2 separate regions of the Sus scrofa genome follow, and region 2 is linked to region 1. A link is a contact called in public promoter capture Hi-C data. All regions are on one chromosome and are shown on one strand. The core of a region is the stretch at or near the end of the contact, and the rest is flanking DNA. Distances in the headings are between cores, read along the strand shown.

Region 1 (4,011 bases), core at 1,407-3,906:
CAGCTGTAGCCACCAGCCTACGCCAGAGCCACATCAACGCGGGATCCGAGCCGCGTCTGCAACCTACACCATAGCTCAAGGCAACGCCGGATCGTTAACCCAGGCCAGGGACCGAACCCTCAACCTCATGGTTCCTAGTAGGATTCATTAACCACTGCGCCACGACGGGAACTCCTGATTAAGGCCTTTCTTATACCTAGTAACTAGAAAAAATTTTTTAGCACAAAGGGTAAAAGTAAAATTTTGATTTTATAATAATTCATTGAAAATACTTGTGTTGGGCCCGGTTCTAACTTTTTTCTTTAATGAACTCTTTAATGGTGATTTTGTTTTTTATTCATTCATTCATCTAAGATTTATAGAATGCATATAATACTCTAGAAAGTATTACAGAGTCTTTATCTTTTAATTTTTTTCTCCTTTTTTCGGCCACACTTTCAGCATATGGAATTTCCCAGACCAAGGATCAAATCCGAGATGCATCTGTGACCTATGCTACAGCTGCAGTAACACTGAATCCTTAACCTGCTACGAGGCTGGGAATTGAACTGGCAATGTCACAGAGACAAGCCAGATCATTAACCCACTATGCCCACAGTTGGAACTCCTTTATCTTTTAGTTTTTGCTATGCCCATGTGAGGCAGGTATTATCCTTATTTTATGAAGAAAGACATCAGGGTTGAATGTGATTTTGAATCTCATCTCCTAGCTTGAATTTTTCTAAATATTCATCTATTTCCTTTTTTTTTGCTTTTTAGAGCCATGCCCACAGCATATGGAGGTTCCCAGGCTAGGCGTTGAGTTGGAGCTACACCTGCCAGCCTACACCACAGCTACAGCAACACAGAATCTGAGCCACATCTTCGACCTACACCACAGAACATGGCAAGCCAGATCTTTAACCCACTGAGCGAGGCCAGGGATCGAACTCGCAACCTCACGGTTCCTAGTCTGATTCATTCCTGCCATGCCACAAAGGGAATGCTAAAATCTTCATATATTTCTTTCTCAGGGAGTAGAAGTGTGGAAGAGTAAGAATCAGTATATTTCTAGAAAGCAATTGTCTTAAACTCTTTTCTTAAAGGTCACAAAGATACATTCAGTTACATTATGGTGGGCACACTTCTAGGTCTCTTTAAATGGGATGTTGGCAACATTAATGGGAGGAATTTTGTTCCCAGTTATCATACATGATTTGAGAGAAATGTTCTTTATGTTACCAAGGATCCAAACAACAAAAGGTTTTCCAGATGATGATAAGTATATCAAAGTATCCAGAACCTAGAACAGTGCCTGACACAGCATAAGAACTCACATAAAATAATTAAAATTTATTTAGTATTTACTCTGTTCTACATTCTTTTCTTATATTCATTGGTTTAATCCTCATAACAACCCAAAGGGACCATTTTTATTACTATCTGTGTTTTACAGATAAGAAAACTGATGCCTAAGAGTTAACTTACCAAAGATACCAAGCAATAAAGAAGCTGCAGTTCTGTCTTAAGATCCCATGCTTATAACCACTATACTATAAATTTTTCAAACAAATAGATGACATTCTGAGATCATGTAAGATAGAGTATTCAACCTTCCGAATGTGTATCTACAATCATTACTTAGCCAGTGTAAATTTTTCTGTTAACTTAGTGCAGTGCATGATTTTGAAATTGCTGAAAAAAATTAAAAGGCCCTTGCGCTAAAGAAGAAAGAAGACAGGCACCTAAAATGCCTGAAATTCTTTTTAGGTATTTTGTTAAATCTAGATGTTTTTGGTATTTCAACATATTGGACATATTGCAAAAACTGTGCCAAGTGCTATGTAACTTTTAACATAAACACAGCTTTTAAAGGTACAGGGCCGAGCACATAATCTGCATGCGCACTTCCACACAAGGTAATATGTATACAGGCAATTATAAACAGTGGCACTGCAATGGCCTTGGAGGTCAAGCAGTCCAACCACCATTTTCGTATCAAATGCTGATGCCCAAGGAGGTTAAGTTCACAGTCCTGCAAAGCTTACACCTGGCTTCAGTCTCACAGACTCGGTTTTCATTTCATCAGGTTACCTAATACATTTGCTTGCATTTCCTCTGTTGTTTATTTTGTGCCTCACGTGCTTAAGACCTGAAACACCATAAAACAGAAAGACGATGGGGCCCCGCCTATCTGGCCAAGTCAATAGCTAGCCCAAGGTCAGAGGGCAGGCCCGGTCCACCCTCCGGGTTCTGCGCTGGGATGTCCGCCGCCCCTCTTTCGCAACTTTCGGTGTGGGCGATCGGAAATCCGCCACCCGATGACACAGCTCTCCACCCCACTTCGCGGTCCGTTTCTGGAAAGGTGGGACGTCCTGAGCCGCGGTGCCAAGAGGCCGAGGGACGTCACCTCGCGGTACCACACCGTGACGTCAGGGCTCTTAGGACCCGCTCACGATACCTAAGTGGGGCTCCGGCGTCGCCCCTCCCAGCCGACGCAAAAGACACCCCTCCGGGACCAGGAGGGAGCTCGCGGGGTAGGGAGGGGAGGGCGGGAACGGGGCGGCCTGCAGACTGGACCCCTGAGCTATCCCTATTGGACCGGAGAATGAGTGACGCGAGAGGTCCCGCCTCTCCTCGCCCCGCCCCGGCGCCCCTCTCGGCGCGGGCCTAGTGCTTGCGTTCTGGGCGCTGACGTGTCGGGGCGGGTGACTTCGGCTCCTCCCCGTGCGGGCAGCCACTCGTCGCGGCGACAGAGGGGCGGGGTGGCCGGGGCCGGCGCTCCCCCTGGCCCCTGCTCCCGGCCCGCCCCGCCGCCCCGGCCCCCCGGATGAGGGTATATATTCGGAGCGGGCGCGGGAGGCCGATGAGTGGCCGCGCCGAAGGAGCCAGAGCCGGGCGGAGCAGCGGTCGGTCGCGCCGAGGGAGGTGAGGGGCTCCCAGCCCAGTGGCTATCTCTTTCTCCCCGCCACCCTGGAGGAGACGGCTGGACCGGGTCGGGTGGGGGCTTGGTGCAGCCACGCACACGCTTCCACGGCCACGCGCACAGACGTGGACACGCGGCGCGCCTACGTGCTCTGAGCCAACAGCCTGGCACACGCCAAGGAGCCCGCCTGCCCACCCACACCACTCCCCGCATGCCCATCTGCGTTTCTCAACCTTGGCAATCCGCTGGGAGTGCTGGGATGCGGGCGCCCGGATGGCCTGGGGGCTTTGGGGAGGGGGTTTGGGGCAGTGTCTGGATTAGGGGTTTGCCAAGCGGTTGGGAGTGGGGCCTCACCTGGACTGGGATAGGGGCCTTGAGGCTCTCATGCTAGGGCCTTGTGGACAGTTATGCCCAGCTTGGGGGTGGGGTGCCACAGTGGGGACCGGTCGTTGGAACTGTCCGGTGGAAGCGAGTTGGGGTGTCTTGAATACATGAGGAAAATAATCCGAAAGCGTTTGCAGTAAGGATTGGTGATAACCTGTGGGGGACGTGAGAGTGGGACAAAACCTGTTTGCCACTTTTGTTTTGATTTGGTAAGGGGAGAGGGTTGAAATATCTGGTTTTCCCTTGCCGTGACCAAGCAGAAGAATGGGCTTGAAGGGTTGAGAGCAACATGTTCTGAACATATGGCTTCCTGAGGATTTTATTAAGTTTGGCCTGACGCTATGCTATATTTATTTGTACATGGAGTATGAAATCTGAAATCAAGTAATAATGATTATGATAATAGTTATATATGATTATGTAGTGCCTTTCCTTTAAGTCCTTTCAGGTGAAATGCACTAGGTGTGGGCTGTGTTCGCAGGAAACTGGAGGTAGTTTATATTCTTTCACTATTACTGAGTTGGCTTATTTAGCTGGGGCTGAAAAAGACTTCATTGTAAATGCTCCTCCCCAAGACTACTTTTCAAAAGCTCTAAGAGGTTTACATATCAGTTGTGGGGGGAGGAACATAATATTTCAACAGAGATGAGGGTAGGAGACCAGAAAAGGAGGGGGGAAATACTGAATTTCTTTTATACTGGAATTTAAATTCTAATAACAGT
Region 2 (3,783 bases), core at 197-2,696, 480 kb before region 1:
CTTTGGCATTAGCTTATTTGGTTACTTTTGATGACTCTAGGGTAATATAAAGCCATGTAGAACATAGTTATCATGCACCTCTACCTGTGGGGTTTGACAGATACTAAATAATTGGTTACTAATTACTCCTATGGGCCCTTCCTTTGCACATTTTTGCATGGCAAAAAACTCTTGATGTAACAGAGAGAAATGAATGAGCTTCTTCTTAACCACATCCAAGCACTTACTAAGGTAGGAAGAATAACATAAATTAGAAATATCTTGGATGAAGTTCCCATGGCTCAGCGGAAATGAATCTGACTAGCATCCATGAGGACGCAGATTCAATCCCTGGCCTCGCTCAGGGGGTTAAGGATCAGGTGTTGCCATGAGCTGTGGTGTAGGTCACAGATGCACTCGGATCTGCCATTGCTAGGGCTGTGAGGTAGGCTACAGCTCCAATTCAGTCCCTAGCCTGGGTACCTCCAGATGCTGAGGGTGTGGCCCCAAAAAGACCAAAAACAAACGAACAAAAAAACACCCCAAAACCTTGTAAGTTCATTTTGTCCATACCCAGGTATAGGCTGTCTAAGAAAATAAAAAGGTGTAGATTCTTCCTTCTCTAGTACCCCTTTTGGCCTACTCCATTTCCACAGGGCTTATGGCTTTTAACTATTAAAACTATCCCCAAAGGCATCCCCCAACCCTCCCAATACACAACTCACAAATCACTACTCAAAAGAACACAAAACACCTGCAATAGTCCCCCATTTGGTTACAGTCTTCATTCTCCAGAGAACGGGAACTCTCAGAATTAATAATCTAAATGTATTTGGGCCAGGACTTGGGCCTTCCAGGTAGAACGCAAAAACAAAACAACAAACACAGCCCCTCCCCCCTCCCCAAACAAAAACAAACCTCCAACCCAAAGGCGCCACTACTGCTAACTATTAGTAGTCTGGCTCAGAATCAAACTGTAAAAAACAAAAACAAGACTGTGCCCGTGTTCCTGAGACCCCGGCTGGCTAGGGCCAGGGCGAAGTTCTCGGGGTCGGGCCGCAGGACACAACCAGGACTGGGCGCGGCGCTCCCAGGGACTTTCACCTGCTCCGCGGGCAGCGCGGGGGCGGACCCGGCGACAGGCGGGGCCTGGGCGCCCCGCGGGAGGAGCCGGCCCGGGCCCGCCCCGCAGGAGGAGCCGCTCGCCGGCGGCTGATCCGGCGTCTCCGTGACAGGCACCCTGCTCCGCCGCCGCCGCCACCGCCGTCGCCTTTTCTTCCTCGTCCCGGGCTGCCCGCGCCACTGCTCCCAGGCCGGCGCCGCGCCCAGTCCCACCGCGGGCCGCGCGCCCACCGCTCCCCTCCCCCGGCCGGGGCGCCGCGCACGCCCGCCCCCGCCGCCGCCCCCGCCACCCTCCTTGCCGGCAGGAATTGCGCGGCCACAGCGCCGCTCGCGTCGCCCGCACCCGCGCCGCCCGGCCCTAGGCGTTGATCGGAGTCCCGGCTTCCACCGTCGCCGCGCGGCCAGGGCGCACTCCGCCCCGCGACCCTCCGCTTGCGCCCCATCCACGAGCCGCCGCGCTCGGCTCCCATCTCCCCTCCCCGGGGTCCTACCAGCCCCTTCCTGCCACCGCCGCCGCCTCTGGAGGAGCCGGTCCACCGAGGGTCACCATGCCCAGCAAAACCAAGTACAACCTTGTGGACGATGGGCACGACCTGCGGATCCCCTTGCACAACGAGGACGCCTTCCAACACGGCATCTGCTTCGAGGCCAAGGTGAGGGGGCCCTGGAGAGGGGACTGCCCGGAGAGGGCATGTCTGAGTGAATGGGATGCGCAGAGCTGGTGGGTTAGGCTGATTTGAGGGCCTTTCTGTTAGGGAGGGTGACTGCCCCTTCCCAGTATAGAATTCTCTGGGCTTCTGCCCAGAACTGCTAAAGAGCAACTGCAAAGTTTGAGCGGTATTGCTTCACCCCTTCTCCCACCTGCAGACTCCCCCATCCTTACCCGCCCAGGACTGATTGAGTTACTTCCCATATCCCTCCTTCTGAGGAGGAAAAACCAGTGGGTGTGCGCAGCCCGGCCGTGGTTCTTTAGAATCGGTTTAGGGAAGCTCTGATGTTATTTAATCATTGGGATCCTGTGAGAGAGGTGCTTTCAGGAAAGTCTTTTAAAGGGGAAATACCTGCCTCCTGATTGAGGAAAATAATACAGGGTGGTTTTTGTTTTTAGATTCCAGGTAACCTGGGCCAGGTGTCAGAACCACTTCCTAAATGCCTTATTTGCCAAGACTCCTTTGCGAGTGCCAGGCATTGAAGGGGGGAAGTGTGGTGAAAGCTGCCCATTTGCTAGTTTTGTGGCATAAAGTTAAGTTTCAGCAACTAGTAGGGGACAGCTGCTGGAGAATTTATCAGGGGTGACTGGAATTTTCAGCTCAGAGCCCCAGGTCTATCCTGGGGGGCGGGGGCGGGGTGGAAGCCTCTGTACTGGACCTTCAGGTGTGAATAAGGCGGGCCCCCTGTGATGCCCTTCCCGAGTGAGGAGTTCTGGTTTCTGAGATTACAGCTGGGACTCCCACTGCCCATCACATGGGAAGAGTGCTTCTGCTCTTCCTTCATGCTGCTTGATGCCCTCCCCCCAAGACTCAGGCACCTACTGTGTGCCTGCTATTGGTAAATAGTGCACTTCCAGTAGGTTGTGTCTTGCTGGTTTTGATATGGAGACAATTTTCTCTTCATTCCTTTTTTTTCTCCTTCATGACTTTGTAGATGCAGGGTGTTTGCATCTCAGGCAGGGATTACTCCATCAGGTGGCAATTTCCTTCAGTTCATGAAACATCTTTTCTAGTGTTTGATATGAGCCCAGTATGGTCGGTTATCTTTTAGTTTTTTCCTTTTCATGGAGATGTGTGAATTGGTGAATCTTACCTTTTTAAAAATAACCTTCCCTCAATCATATTTGCTGGAGCTGGGAGGACACCCTCTGTTCCCTGAGACATCAAACCCTGCAGTGGAATGCAGAGCTGAATTTCTGGGTATGGTTGGGATCAGAGTGGGGCTGTAGCCAAGATCTTATCTCGCTTCTCTCAGAATAGATCTGGTTGGTCTAAGATAGGATGTTTGGGTTAATTTTTGTCTGGGCCTGTTGCTTTCGTAAGCAAGTGTTTAAATTTAAATTATGAGTTTTCATTACGGTCATGATTTAATTTTCTTGGACATGCATAAGCTGGGAAATTGGCTTTTGTCTTGTTTGATTTGCCAGTGCTCTGTTTTGCAAGAAAGAAGAAGAGAAATTAGAATGAAAGTGTTTTTAACCTTTTTATTCAATTCTCATAGTCTCTGCATTTGGTCCTAGCTAGGTCTGCTAAACGAGCATGCATAAGAATCACCAGGTGAGGTTGTTAAAAGTCTGATTCTTGCCACACCTTCATTCTAATATGATACACCCAAGTGAGAGCTGGGAATTGTGTACCTCTGAGGAGCATCCCAGGTGATTTAATGCAGGTGATTGGGACCAGACTTTGAAAAACACTGGGCTTGAAGCTTGCCTCCAACTCCCTGGATCTTACCCTCCGTTTTCCAACATGCAGTTTTTCTTTCCTAAGCAAATGTCTGGAGGTTGCGTGGTGTAGTTCCTATAGTAACTTCCCTGGATTCACATGCAGTAGTGCTCAGTAAGAGGAGGGGGAAACTCTTGGTCCTGGCTGTGCTCCCAGTGCAGATTTGGGACATAGCAGACCAAGAGTTCTGTTTTGAGAATGGCATGGTAGGAAAGAAAGGACAAGGCTGACTTTGAGAACTAGGTTC

The links. Promoter capture Hi-C pulls out the DNA fragments that hold promoters and counts their contacts.
Region 2: a promoter capture Hi-C map of liver shows a contact between it and region 1, with 4 times the contacts expected there. The contact joins the promoter of C4H1orf226 here to the promoter of UAP1 in region 1. A contact is called at or near these places in 1 of 5 promoter capture datasets (liver) and 1 of 2 datasets of contacts at active chromatin or transcription factors (alveolar macrophages).

The regions. Positions count from the first base shown.
Region 1 is chr4:87,992,677-87,996,687 of Sscrofa11.1, reverse strand. It overlaps UAP1 (UDP-N-acetylhexosamine pyrophosphorylase), which reads left to right and starts at 2,656. Exons shown (of 10, transcript XM_001928643.6): 1 at 2,656-2,907.
Region 2 is chr4:88,469,404-88,473,186 of Sscrofa11.1, reverse strand. It overlaps C4H1orf226, which reads left to right and starts at 1,446. Exons shown (of 14, transcript XR_002343372.1): 1 at 1,446-1,754.